2 separate regions of the Anas platyrhynchos genome follow, and region 2 is linked to region 1. A link is a contact called in public Hi-C data. All regions are on one chromosome and are shown on one strand. Each heading gives the region's core, a stretch centred on a gene start, on an enhancer-like site or on the middle of the called end of the contact. The rest is flanking DNA. Distances are from core to core; before and after follow the strand shown. Region 1 overlaps MBTPS1 (membrane bound transcription factor peptidase, site 1). Region 2 has its middle 22 kb from the start of OSGIN1.

Region 1 (6,336 bases), core at 953-3,452:
TGCACAATTTAGTATTAGCATATAAATAACAGATACAACCACTGCTGTAATATTTTTCTATCTAGCATTCTATCTCAGTTCCCCAGAACATTTTCGGTCTTCTAAAACACAGGCCATTTTAGGAAGAAGTTAACAGTGCTGAGAACAAGGCAATTAGCACGTGCTTACCATACTGACTTGCATCGAAACATGTAAACGGGGAACCAAGAACTTCAACAAAGTAACCCATGCTTCTTAGGTGCTGGTACATGTCCCTGAAGTTTGTGTGGATGTGGTCTCCATTCCTTAGGACAAGGGAAAAGATTGTTGAAGACATTTTACTTTGGCATAGAGGAATCGGATTTACATCCTGTAATTACAGATTAGTTCCTAGTTTCCCTTCTGAAAGGTCCATTTGTTTCAAAGGATAACCAGTGGTTTTCCAACCACCATCCCTTCTTTGCAAACTTCTTCCAGAAATGACAGTGGTTCTGAGTGCTATGAAGATAGGTAATACAGTCAAAGCCAGAGACTGAGAACATCCCTTACAAAGCACAGTTCTGTATATTTACAGCATGTCACAGAGCAGCACTGCTGCATTAAAACCAGATCCTCTTCACAGGACTTCCTCCTCAATCAAGAACCAGTAAGAGCAGTTTTAACCACTAACTAGAAGAAGTGCACAGGAAAACCTGCAAATAATTGCTGAACCTCAGCAGAGAAGTTCCTAGACAACTGGTCAGCCATTCCTTGCTTCAATCTTTCCAATTTCTCTTTTTTTTTTTTTTATTTTAAATAAGTGAAAAAAAAAAAAAAAAGCAAGTAATAAAGTGTCTCCCTCAGTTCCATGGGAGAAATCTCAGAATCATCATAGATTCAGGGCAGAAAGGAACTATGCCTTGAAAACAAACCAAAAAAAAACACAAAACAAAACAAAACAAAAAAACGGGAAAAAAACAACAAAGTGTCTTAAATGGGTATTTAAAAAGGTTTTCATTTCATATGAAACAAAAACCAGATAGAATAACAACAAAAACCTGCACAAAAAAAGCATGCAGAATTTAAGAGATTTTCTTGGCATGCTGAAAAGGGCCAGGGACCTCTGGCATTCAGTGAAGTTATTCTCTATCGTTAATACACAATCAAGAAATACTGATTTAATAGAAGCTGAGATAAATACCAATCCAACGGATCATTCTTCATCCTCAAATTATCCCTGGGGAAGTATCCTGGTGGATAACGGAGATTATGATATTGATCCCAAAGGACTCGCTTGCTACGAGGCGGAGTAGGAATAATCTTCACTTTTATTGGAAGCTTCACCGTTGACGTCTGCTCTGCACCGTTCTTAGACTGAAGGACAGAACAAACCACAGTGAAATTCATTTCCCCCACTTAAACATTCACCAGTTAACTGTGGAGTGTAAAAGACTGAAAAAACAGAAGTATCAAGTCTATTTTTAGTAACCAGTACCAGCTTTGGAAACCAAGAGCTGACATTTGCTTTGTATTACCGTTGTGTTTTCTGCACTCAACAGCTTATATTTCTGCTCAGAATGTAAAGTACTTGAAATACATTACAACTGTCATTTGATTTAAACATTCAAAACCTTAAAATTTTCTTGGGAAGTTCTCAGGAACTTAAGGATGGTTCTGTGAGAAAGACACTTAAATTGTCTCTTTTTCAAAACATGTTACGTAGAATTCATAATAAAAAAAATAACATTAAGAAGATCATTATTTGTACTCCTCAATTCCTTGACCCCAATTTAACTTATGCATCAAATTACAGGACCAGACTAATCCCATAAAAGTAAGTTATCTGTATACTGTGAAGCAGTTTTAATAATTAACACCACTTCACACACACACACAAACAAAACATAGAACTCACTTTATTTTCTGCAGGAGATGATACTGTGATCATAACGTGACCTTGAGCAATGCCTTCCCACGATGCTGCTTTCTTCGCTACCGAGATAGAAATTGCTAAGTATCCAGACCAAGGCCACAACACAGGGGAATAGGAGAAAGCCACTTCAATATTATCCCCATTTTGCGGGAGGTAGGGCTGCCAGTCTGGCTGTGAAATGAAGACAGGACATTGGTAAGACAGTACTTGAAGTTACTAATTTTTGTGCACACAGCCCTCCTCCTCTGCCCACAGGAATAACCCATCTTAGCTTTTCTGAAGATAATGTCAAATTACAAAAAGTCCAAAAAGATACATGTTGTGCCAACAAATTAACGTAACCATGACAGCCTTAATGATCCAAAGCGTACACCTTTCAGAGGCAGGACTCTAGGAAGCTCTATGGACAGCATGCTAAGTGCACCCAATTTAATGTTTTGGGGTCCTATGCAAAAATGTATTGGCAAAGACATTAGATTTCCTTTCTGTAACAAAACAGGTTATGGCTCTAAGAGATTCAAGCAGATCACACTAGGTGTGTCTGAACATTATAATTAGCTAACAATATTGGATAAGAGCTTCTATACCCTTTAGTGTAAAGCTCAAATACAAAACAGGCTTTGGGATTCACACTACCATATTGAAATTAAGCTCATTTATATTGGCTAAATTTTTGAGATATGGGCCTTATGTAACTTGGGACAAGTTACCTATCTGTTCTATATTTAACCTTACTTAAAGCTTAATCAAAAAAAAAAAAAAAAAAGTTTAATCCTCTCTTTTCAACAAAGATGTTCAGCATTACTGGTATAAAATAACAGATCTTGCAACAGGCCTTGATAACCCAACACATTCAGGTTGTTTTGACCACATAAGAGGCACAATTAGTAACACCAGGATCCTTTACTGAGATTTCTTATGCTCCAGACCAAAGAGATGAGGAAAGAATATCCAGAAGATCTTAAATGCTATCAGAACACAAAGAAATCTCTAAGTGGAATCAATCCAAACTGGTTTTACGAAGACAAAGTACTACACGCCCCTGAAACCAGCACACTGTTGGAAAATCTGCAGATAGTTCATGGTGACAAGTCTTACTAATCTGGGTGCGTCCTTTAAAACCAAACACTCCACATCTCTTGCTCTTACCAGTAAAAAAGTTTATTTGTTCTATCAAATGTATAGCTAAAATAATCCTTTCTGGGAAACTTGTAGTAATGTTAATAGTCAGGACTTGGAACAATGTTGACTCTTACCTTGTCCACAATTCTCCCAGTGACTCCCATGCCATTAAGGATAGTAACATTAACAATGGTTGGCATCCCTCCGTAATATATGGGCTGAGAACAATAGGGCCACATGTAGGGACATTCTGTCAAGTCAATATAGCTTGGACTCAAACTAAAAGCAAAGAGACAGGAGGCAAAATTAAAAAAAAAAAACACAGTAGGGGTACAGGCTGCTATACAAAACTGATGTATGAAAAAATTATAGCTAAAACATGCCAGTCATAGTTACTGTTTCAAGCACTTCCCAAATATGTCCGAATCTTCCTTTCCCCTCTATTTTTTTTTTTTTTTAAAGTTTCGTGGTGTTTTTTTCTCCACAATGCAAAAGAAACTTTTCAGCCCAGTGAGAACATTCTCATTCTGGAAAACTAAAATTGGACTACTGTCCCATTTTGTTCTAGGTGGCATTATTCATAACATCTGAGAGCTTAAACTGAGCCTAGAAGAGAAAGTAAATTCATCTTTCAAAGACACTTCAAGCCCCTACACTACTCTACCCTGAGTAGAATACAATGACTTTTTATCCCCTCTCCTGTCAAAATCCATACTTCAGGATTACGTAAGATCTATGCAAGTTCTTTGTTGCATAAGCATGGGTTGCTTAACTGAATTTCTGGCATATCACCTGCTCTCTTAACAGAAATATAGCAGATTATAGTACACTGTTGATTAATTGAGGATTAAAATTAACCTGGCCTGTGGTTTATAGCTGTTGAGGATCTGATAAGCTCTCAGGAGATCCAACTTGCCATGTCCTTGTTCAAACATGTTGACTCCGGGAAGTCTCCGTGCCGATGCAATAAGTGCCTGCTTCATACTTGCTGGATTCACCATTTCACGCTTCTGAACTGTGCTGAAATAGGAAACAATAGATCACATTAGGTGGCCTTTATTATTCTAATTTCTTGCTTGTCTTGCTTACTGTTCCGCCTGAAGTTGTCATTTCATTTAAAGCAAATGCAAACAAAAATTAGGTTGTTGTGAACATCTACAGTTCCTACTTGTCCATTATTAATTGATTTCTCACTGGCATTGCTGAAGATGAAAATAGAAGTGACAATTTTCTGACAAATTTCTCTTGAAAACCAGTATTATTACATCAATTACATCCTTACAATGTGCTCTATAACCAGCTGTCATTATAACCAGGGTAGTATTTTTACATGCTAAGTAGAATATTCTGAAAATCCAACCCTCTGTAACTGGCAACTTGCTGGGATGCTCCTCTGCGTAGCTCTTTCAGGGGTGGGAGGTGGGCAGAAATAGCTTTGTTGTCCAAAGAAAAATGCATCATTTTACAGAGGAAATACAACGATTACTTCAAATTTTGGACATAAGAGTTGTGTTATTTGAAAAACTCTTCTCTCATCTTTAGGTAGTAACAGTGACAAGTACAAAGTAGAGACTTGCAACTCCTATCTTCCTCTTAAATTCTTCCACATGCAACAGATAACTTACGCAACCGGATAATAATCATAAAAGCCCACACAATAAAATTTACGAGTATTTAGATAGCTACCTGCTGTAGGTGCCTCTTCTGAGTAGCTGTTCTTCTACACAAGCAACAAAAGCAATTCAAAATCATCAAACACTTAATGAATTCACTTTGTAAAACTGCTGTCCCTAACTATATTTTCAAATACATAATTATTCAAAACAGTCCCAGAAAGGTTAGAGCCAATCAGACAAAGTAATGCCTCAGGTAGGAGAAAACCAATTCCATGCTTTGAGATTGTTTTTGTAAACATAAACACCATTTAGTTTCATTTGGAGGGTTCCTTCAAGGTTGTTTGTGGTTTGTTTTTGTTCGGTTGTGGGTTTTTTTTAATTTTTTTTGTTTGTTTTGTTTTTTAAATGACCCTCCTGTATTGGAATCTTTTAAGGGACTCTTATTTAAGCCTTACCTTACTAACAAGGTAACAGCTCCTGCTACGACAGGAGATGCTACACTTGTCCCAGAGAGAGAGCGGCATCCGCCTTTCATACCAGACCCTCTCACGCCAGAGCCGTAGGTAACAATATCAGGCTTCACTCTACCATAACCTCCAGGCAGCTCCTGTGAAAAGAGAACAGATGGATTGGTGCCCTAATACATTAGGAACACTGCTTGCTTCATTTGGACATTTAAACTAACTAATACAGGTAATTCAGCAGTAAAATGATTTACTAAATCAGCTATGGTTCAACTAAGAGAATGTCATCTAACACTTAAAGAAGGGCTCAAACTGCGTATGGCAAATCCTCAATTCAGGAAAGGGACATCAACATTACTGCCAGATCCTCCAGTATCTGAGCATGAAACTACCAACTAAACAATAACCACTTTGCTACCTGGCTAATGAGAAGCAGTACAAACAGAAAATAGTACATAATAGTGTCCTTAATCAAGATCACAAAGCAACCTAATCTGAAATCACGTGTGTGGTACCAGTCACCCCAGTTCAACAGTCAACTGCAAACGGAAAGGATATGAAGTAAGCACAATGTTACACATAGCACCCGGGAAGCTTAGGATTTAAGGAAAAGTGCTGGCTTCATTTCTGCAGTGATTTGTCCTCACAAGAAACTCCACACTGTGATTCAGAAGGCACTGGGCATTTTAGAAATACCTCAGAAATGTCAAAAGCAGCCAACATTAATGATGAGTACTCCCAGATAGAGTATTAAGCTTCTTGCTTCAGGTCTTACATCATTCTCTTACAAGTCCTAGCTTCCATGAAATCTTCTATCACTGTTCACTCCACACAAACCAGCTGCACGAGATTACCCCTCTAAAAAAGGCTCCCTTTTGAAAGCGCTTATTTTGGTTGCACATGTGGCTGGCCACAATTAAAGTATCTTACCCAAGTGGTCATTCCCCGAGATGAAAAGCGAGCTATATTGTCTTCAAAGTCAATGCCGCCTACTCCAATCACATCCATCTGGTCAGCCGGGTTATTCAGAGTCCTAGAACAAGATGGGAGTTAGCAAGACAATAAAAAGAAAAAAAAAAACACACACACATTACCATAGCCATAAGTTTATACAGATACGAGGGCACATTGCCACCAGATTTTTGTCAGGCCTTCTTTCTATCTAAACTGCACAGAAACAAGTTTTGGTCCTGCCTAAGACAGTTATGCTCTATGACTAAAAGCAACTTCGCAAGCACTTAAT
Region 2 (5,604 bases), core at 2,888-5,387, 140 kb before region 1:
TACTTCCCTGCATCCCATCATTACTCTAATTTTGTCCAGCTCACCACATTACCACTACTCTCTCTCATCTTTCCCATATTGTGAAAAATGTCCTTGAATTTTCTTCCTGCTGTCTCATCAGTGGGGTTTTCTGGTAAATTTTTGTAGCCTTACTTGCAAAACATCCACTTTCATTCTGAGAACATGGGACCTATTTTTAGATTTAGCTAACAGGGAAAACTGTCCGTTTCAGCATTAATTAAGAGTGTGTACTGTAGCAACTGTTTTTCCTTTATATAGGTTCTTCTTACAAGTTTAAACTCGAGAGGCTTGCTAGTATTTCATACATATGGCAGAAAATAAGGAATAATACAGATTAAAAAATAGGGTGGAAAACTGTTTCTGGCCCTAGCCTTGCTGGGCTGTATTGTGTAGCTGCTATTTTCTCTTGCTGCCTTTTCTGCAAGTTTGTTCTCTCTTCCCTTGCATTACCTCATTGCTTGGAAGAACTGTTAACTGTGGCTGAAGCAAAGCTGAGGTGCAGTTACAGTGCGTGAAAAGATTCTGCTGGTAGGTTAGGGAGTCTCTGTAGCAGCAGAGAACAGATTGGTATAAAGTGAAATGATACAGAGAAATACAAACGTTTGAAGTAAAAAGTGCTACCAAACCAGTGGTAACAACAGTGATATAGTAGGGCAACAGTAGCAGGTGAGCAGCAGTAGCATAGTGAGCAAGAAGATAGCATTTCCTAGAATTATCTATGGAGAGTTTTAAATGCTTGATCTGGATTTTGAGATTACTTCAGCATTGTAAGCTGAGAAAGGGAACAGAAACTCTTGGTTCTAGGACCAGAAGAAGTTTTTTAAGGCCATAGGAGGCAGAAAGGTTAGAGGATGCCAGCAGGCGTCTGGGAATGTGATGGACAAAACATCAGGATCCTTACAGAACTGCAAAACTGTGGGACCAGCTTACAGGAAGGGTCAGTTCTTTAGTTTATGTGTTTACAGATGATTCTCTTCAGCTTTCTATCAGATACAGCTTTCATTGATGTATTTATGCAAATCTCACAAGTGAAGTGCACTGTTCAATGAAAGGCTGGGAATTATCTGAGTGTGCCTGCAGTAGAGATAATAATTGTCTTGAGGACTCGGCTGTGACTTGAACTGAAAGGACTACAGTCAGGTTGGTTAAAATAAACCCGATGGGCTGGAGAGTTGGATGGGACTACTGGAGAGGGCAGTTTGAACCTGAATGGATGTGGTGGGAACTGTAGATGAAGGTGGTGTATTTGTGTTGTCCAGCATATAAAACTGGGGAGAAAAAAAAAAAAAAGTGGATAAATGGTAGGAGCAGGAGAACATGCCTCTCATTTTAGCAATGGTAATGACCCATTCTCAGATGGTGATAGTAAAATTATTTGTGACTCAGAAATCAATACTAGAACTTCAGTACAAATCAATAATTCGACAAAACAATTTTGTCAAGTTATTTTGACAAAAACAGGTATCGGAATGCTTGCATAAACTGTGGATTAAAATACTTTCTAACCCTAAAGTAACCAATGAGACTCTTAAATATATTTCATTCAACTGTGAATTGTTTGCAACCAAAAGTTCTCAAAAAGCAGCTGAAGAGATCTCTTGTCTTTGCCAAGTACTTTTTTTAGAGTACTGGTGGTAATCCATTCTTTGGATCCAGAAAGATTTCGTTTTTTTTTTTTTTTTTTCCAAAAAGTCTACTAGACAAAACTTACTGAATTTATCAACTAAAGATAAAATAAGTTGAAAATGTAGCAACTTCCATATTGCTTCTAGAGGGGGGGATGATATCACACCAGTCACGATAGGCAAATGTTCCATGGATCTAGTAAGTTTGAATCCCATTTAAAGGAAAACATTCAGGAATGCTAAGTGAACGTATGTACTTACTGGTACGGAGTATGCATTTGCTGGGTGTTGGTAAGGTAATCTATTTATCCCAGCTTTCTGGAATATTTTTACACTTAGCTTTACACTTAGCTCTGAGGAATGTTATGAATATAGTGCCAAGATGGCAGAAGTACAAAGTGTTGTACAAGTATAAATTTGGATTATATTACTTGGCTCAAACATGAAATATTTTGCAGGCATTAAATGTTTTGTAAAACTTGCAGAATTCTGTGAAACCAAAACAGCATTGGTCTTTGTGCCAGGTTTCAAAGAGCAAATGAAGATGTAACTACAGATGAGTCTGCTTGACATAAGTTTTGAGTTAAATCATTGGAAAGTGTGGAAAAGGTTCAGCTGAGAAAGAATCAGAATATATTGTCAGCTGACATTTTGACAGAAAATATTTATTTAGGAGGAAATTAACTTCATTCTTGGAGATTGTAGTGTCGGGGGCAGCTGCATAGCTAGAACAGTTTTGTGAAAACCTTTAGTTTGACATGGCATTTCGAATAAGAAGTTTTACAAAGGTAAACATATTTTACAAATATTAAGCAGAGATGAAGTTGATCTTTATGGAAAAATCTAAGAACATAGCTGGAGAGAACTGCCATTTATTAGATGCTTCTCTAGTAGGGCCTCATAGGGCTTGTAGAAGACCTAAGACCCTTACCATAATCCGAGAGTAAATGTGAAATATAATAAATTTGTGACTGATGCAAAGAATGGTGGATTATTAAAGGGCAACACAGAAGAAATCTGGATTGTTCGCTTGCTGGGCTCATTCCAGCAAAGTGAATTTTTCATAAAGGTAGGGCTGAATGAAACTAATGCACCATGGAGCAAAACATGAGCCAGCACAGAAAATGAGACTTCCGGAGAGCAGTACCTCCAAAAATGAAATGCAGGAAAGGGAGATAGAAACAGGGCAGTGATGTTTGTACAGAGAGCACTAGTGAGATGGTAGTTTGCACACAACTCCAGCAGGTCTCCTAAAGAATGCTGAAAAACTGGCAAGAGCTAAGTAATTCACGGGAAAGCTTGAGCACCGCAGAAAATACCTTGCAGCAGGAAAGTAGGGAGTGTTGTATGTTTCACTTATCAAAAAGGGACAGAGAAATTACTTCTTTGCAGGCCAACAGTTCTTCAATGAGGGGGGAGGATGGGCAGATGTGCTTTTATGAAAAAAAGGGACACTGTAATGAACAGATGGCTGGAGACAGAAAGAGGCAATGTGGGACAGAGGCGCACCTTTTTAACACCAGGTGTGATCAGTCAGGGGAGAAAACAATCAGGCATGGGAGTTCAGTGTCTGCCATTTGATTTATTCAGACAATAACTAGATGCCTTTTAGAAGAGGTACTTTACTTAGGTGAAGTTTTCAAATGCAATATAGGAAACAGGAGAAGAAGCTCGAAGATATACAGAGGTCTCAATCTGAAACACCACAGATACATGTGCATACACAGCAGCAATGAAAATACAGCTAGATTATGCAAAAATGAGCTATTGAGATAAGTTTTACTACATCTGGTTCTTTTTAAATTGTCATAACTAAGTAGCCCATAGTCATCCCATCTGATTAGACACTTCTACATACCTTTACTCCATGGCAGGGTGACTGGGCTTTTTTGCTTGTCACTCAGTATATCTTGTAGTTCTTCTTTCTTTCTTTCAGCAAAGCCTGGTTTGGGGACAGAGCAGTTTGTGACATTCTTCTCAACAGAACTTCTGGAATTTGTGTGTTAATTATTTTGAGAACAGCTGCATCTGGTCAGCAAAACAGTATATTCTTAGCCTTAATTTTTGCATTCTTTTAAACTTTTTTTTTTTTTTTCCATAATATGTCCTGATAGAGAAGAATATATAGGGATCATAGCATTCCTGGATGCTCAGTAATAAAATTTTAGAGGTCCAAACCCTCAGAATTTATAAGTCATACCCTCCCATGCTCTTCTGAGGAGATCTGTAGCTGCAGTGTCAATCCACAGCTGGCTTCAGTGTTCCACTGACACTACCAGCAAAGCAGCTTGCCACATTCACGCACTGTCTCTGCACAGCTGAGACTGAAATTTGATTTCAGAGCATTTTATCTACTTTTATTTCTCCTTTAGAAATGTTTTTACTCCTGTTATTACAAGCTGAACTGAAGTCACTGGCAGTGGTAAATGACTAATTACTTCACAACGCTGCAGAAAACTTTTGCTTATGGCTGGAGGGATTGAGTGAAAGTTTGCAGCTTGCTCCAGCCTTGTCTCACCACGCTGCGGCAGTGTGGGATCGCACAGCAACGCCCTGTGCCCCCTTTAACCTGTTTGGTTGCTGGGCTGTTACAGGAGCCAGACACAAATTGCTCCTCTCTGCAGCACAGGGACAGGTCCCGTGGAGGACTGAATGGAGAGAGAAGAGTTAGAGGTGCGAGGGAAGGGCAAGGACAGAGGTTTTTACATGTTGCTGCTGTTGACTTGGCAGAATTTTTGGTTGCTTAGTGCTTCAGTGAGATCAAACCCAGAAGCTTAGGAGTGTCCTACGGGCTTTGTGCTCTCCTGTAATCAAAGAGGCAGTAGCTGAAAACAAGTGTCGTGTCTTTGTTCTAGTTTGCGTTGCTTTTCCATGTCACATAGATGGTGTGGAGAATAACATACAGGCGTGACAAGTGCCACTTATAGCTGGTTGATATTCTGCTGATGCCGCAGAGGAAGGGATGATCTTGTGATTAAAGAGCAGGGCTTGAAATCCTGAGTTCCTCTAACCTCGATTCCTCTGCCAGTGATTTTGGGTGTGACTTTGGGCAAGTCACCCAGTGGCTTATGCCTCAGGTTCCTTCCTAGTCAAATTACAAGAATAATTTTATGAGGGTGGTTCAAGGGTCATTTAATGCTAATAATGGTTTTGATATCTAGCGAAAGCATTAAAACTAGGTTGTGATATGTTCATGCCAGTAACTTGAAAAATGTTCTGTGGTTTGAATCTTTCCTATTAGTATAAAGAGGAATGCTCTTCCCTTGAGGCAAATATTCTTACTCTTGAAAGAATTCTTGTTTTGACTTATCTGTAAGGATATTATCAGCAAATTTAATGTAGCAGAACAAATACAAAGCAGCAGCTGTACAGCAGAGGTCACTGTTGCATTAGCTGGATAAATGTTGCTCAGTGGCTGACAGGTCTGACCAAAAGGATTTCTCATTCACAGGAATTATTGGGATTTCAAGCAAATAAACATTTTTCCTGACTTTTTTGTTCCTTGCAAACAGAGAAGAAGCACCAGGTGACCTATATACACACAGCTTGTACTCCAAACAGCTTCAGAATCTTAGAAAAACTTAGTCTTGACAGTTTAATGGGAAACTCACAGAGATAGAGGGAGCTATTTTCACATCATGTCTTTCACTCAACACCTGGAGAGTTGACAAAAATTGATTTTACAGAGAAGTCAGCCCAGGTTTGTGTGTTTCGTTGAAAACAGGGAACCCAAAAAGCTCAGGCTCCCAGTTCCTTGCTGGAAATCCTCAGATGTGCCCTGGGGGTGTGCCTATAACTGCCCTGCACAGCATGGGGCTGCTTCATCTGCTAAGGCACTAAGGGAGTCATGTGCATACCTGGTGCCTGATCCTGGAGCACTTCAGGTCATAATGCTGGGGAGAGTCCAGCTGACAGGTCTGTTTTGGAGAAGTCTAGAAGTCTGTCAGGGAGGTGTATG

The links. A called contact is a pair of places that touch in the nucleus more often than the background predicts.
Region 2: a Hi-C map of liver shows a contact between it and region 1, with 6 times the contacts expected there. The contact joins two enhancer-like sites. A contact is called at or near these places in 6 of 8 Hi-C or Micro-C datasets (F1 follicle, F5 follicle, liver and 2 more).

Annotation. Positions count from the first base shown.
Region 1 is chr12:13,619,272-13,625,607 of IASCAAS_PekinDuck_T2T, reverse strand. MBTPS1 (membrane bound transcription factor peptidase, site 1) reads right to left here. Exons shown (of 23, transcript XM_027466059.3): 9 at 6,024-6,126; 10 at 5,085-5,236; 11 at 3,872-4,033; 12 at 3,148-3,292; 13 at 1,874-2,062; 14 at 1,160-1,332; 15 at 169-284. Among named protein-coding and RNA genes, the nearest start is that of MBTPS1, 11 kb to the right of the region's middle. Within about 2 kb of position 2,202, at least 1 of the 8 cell types and tissues checked has an H3K27ac peak or open chromatin away from gene starts, as enhancers often do.
Region 2 is chr12:13,757,119-13,762,722 of IASCAAS_PekinDuck_T2T, reverse strand. No RefSeq gene overlaps it. Among named protein-coding and RNA genes, the nearest start is that of OSGIN1, 22 kb to the right of the region's middle. Within about 2 kb of position 4,137, at least 1 of the 8 cell types and tissues checked has an H3K27ac peak or open chromatin away from gene starts, as enhancers often do.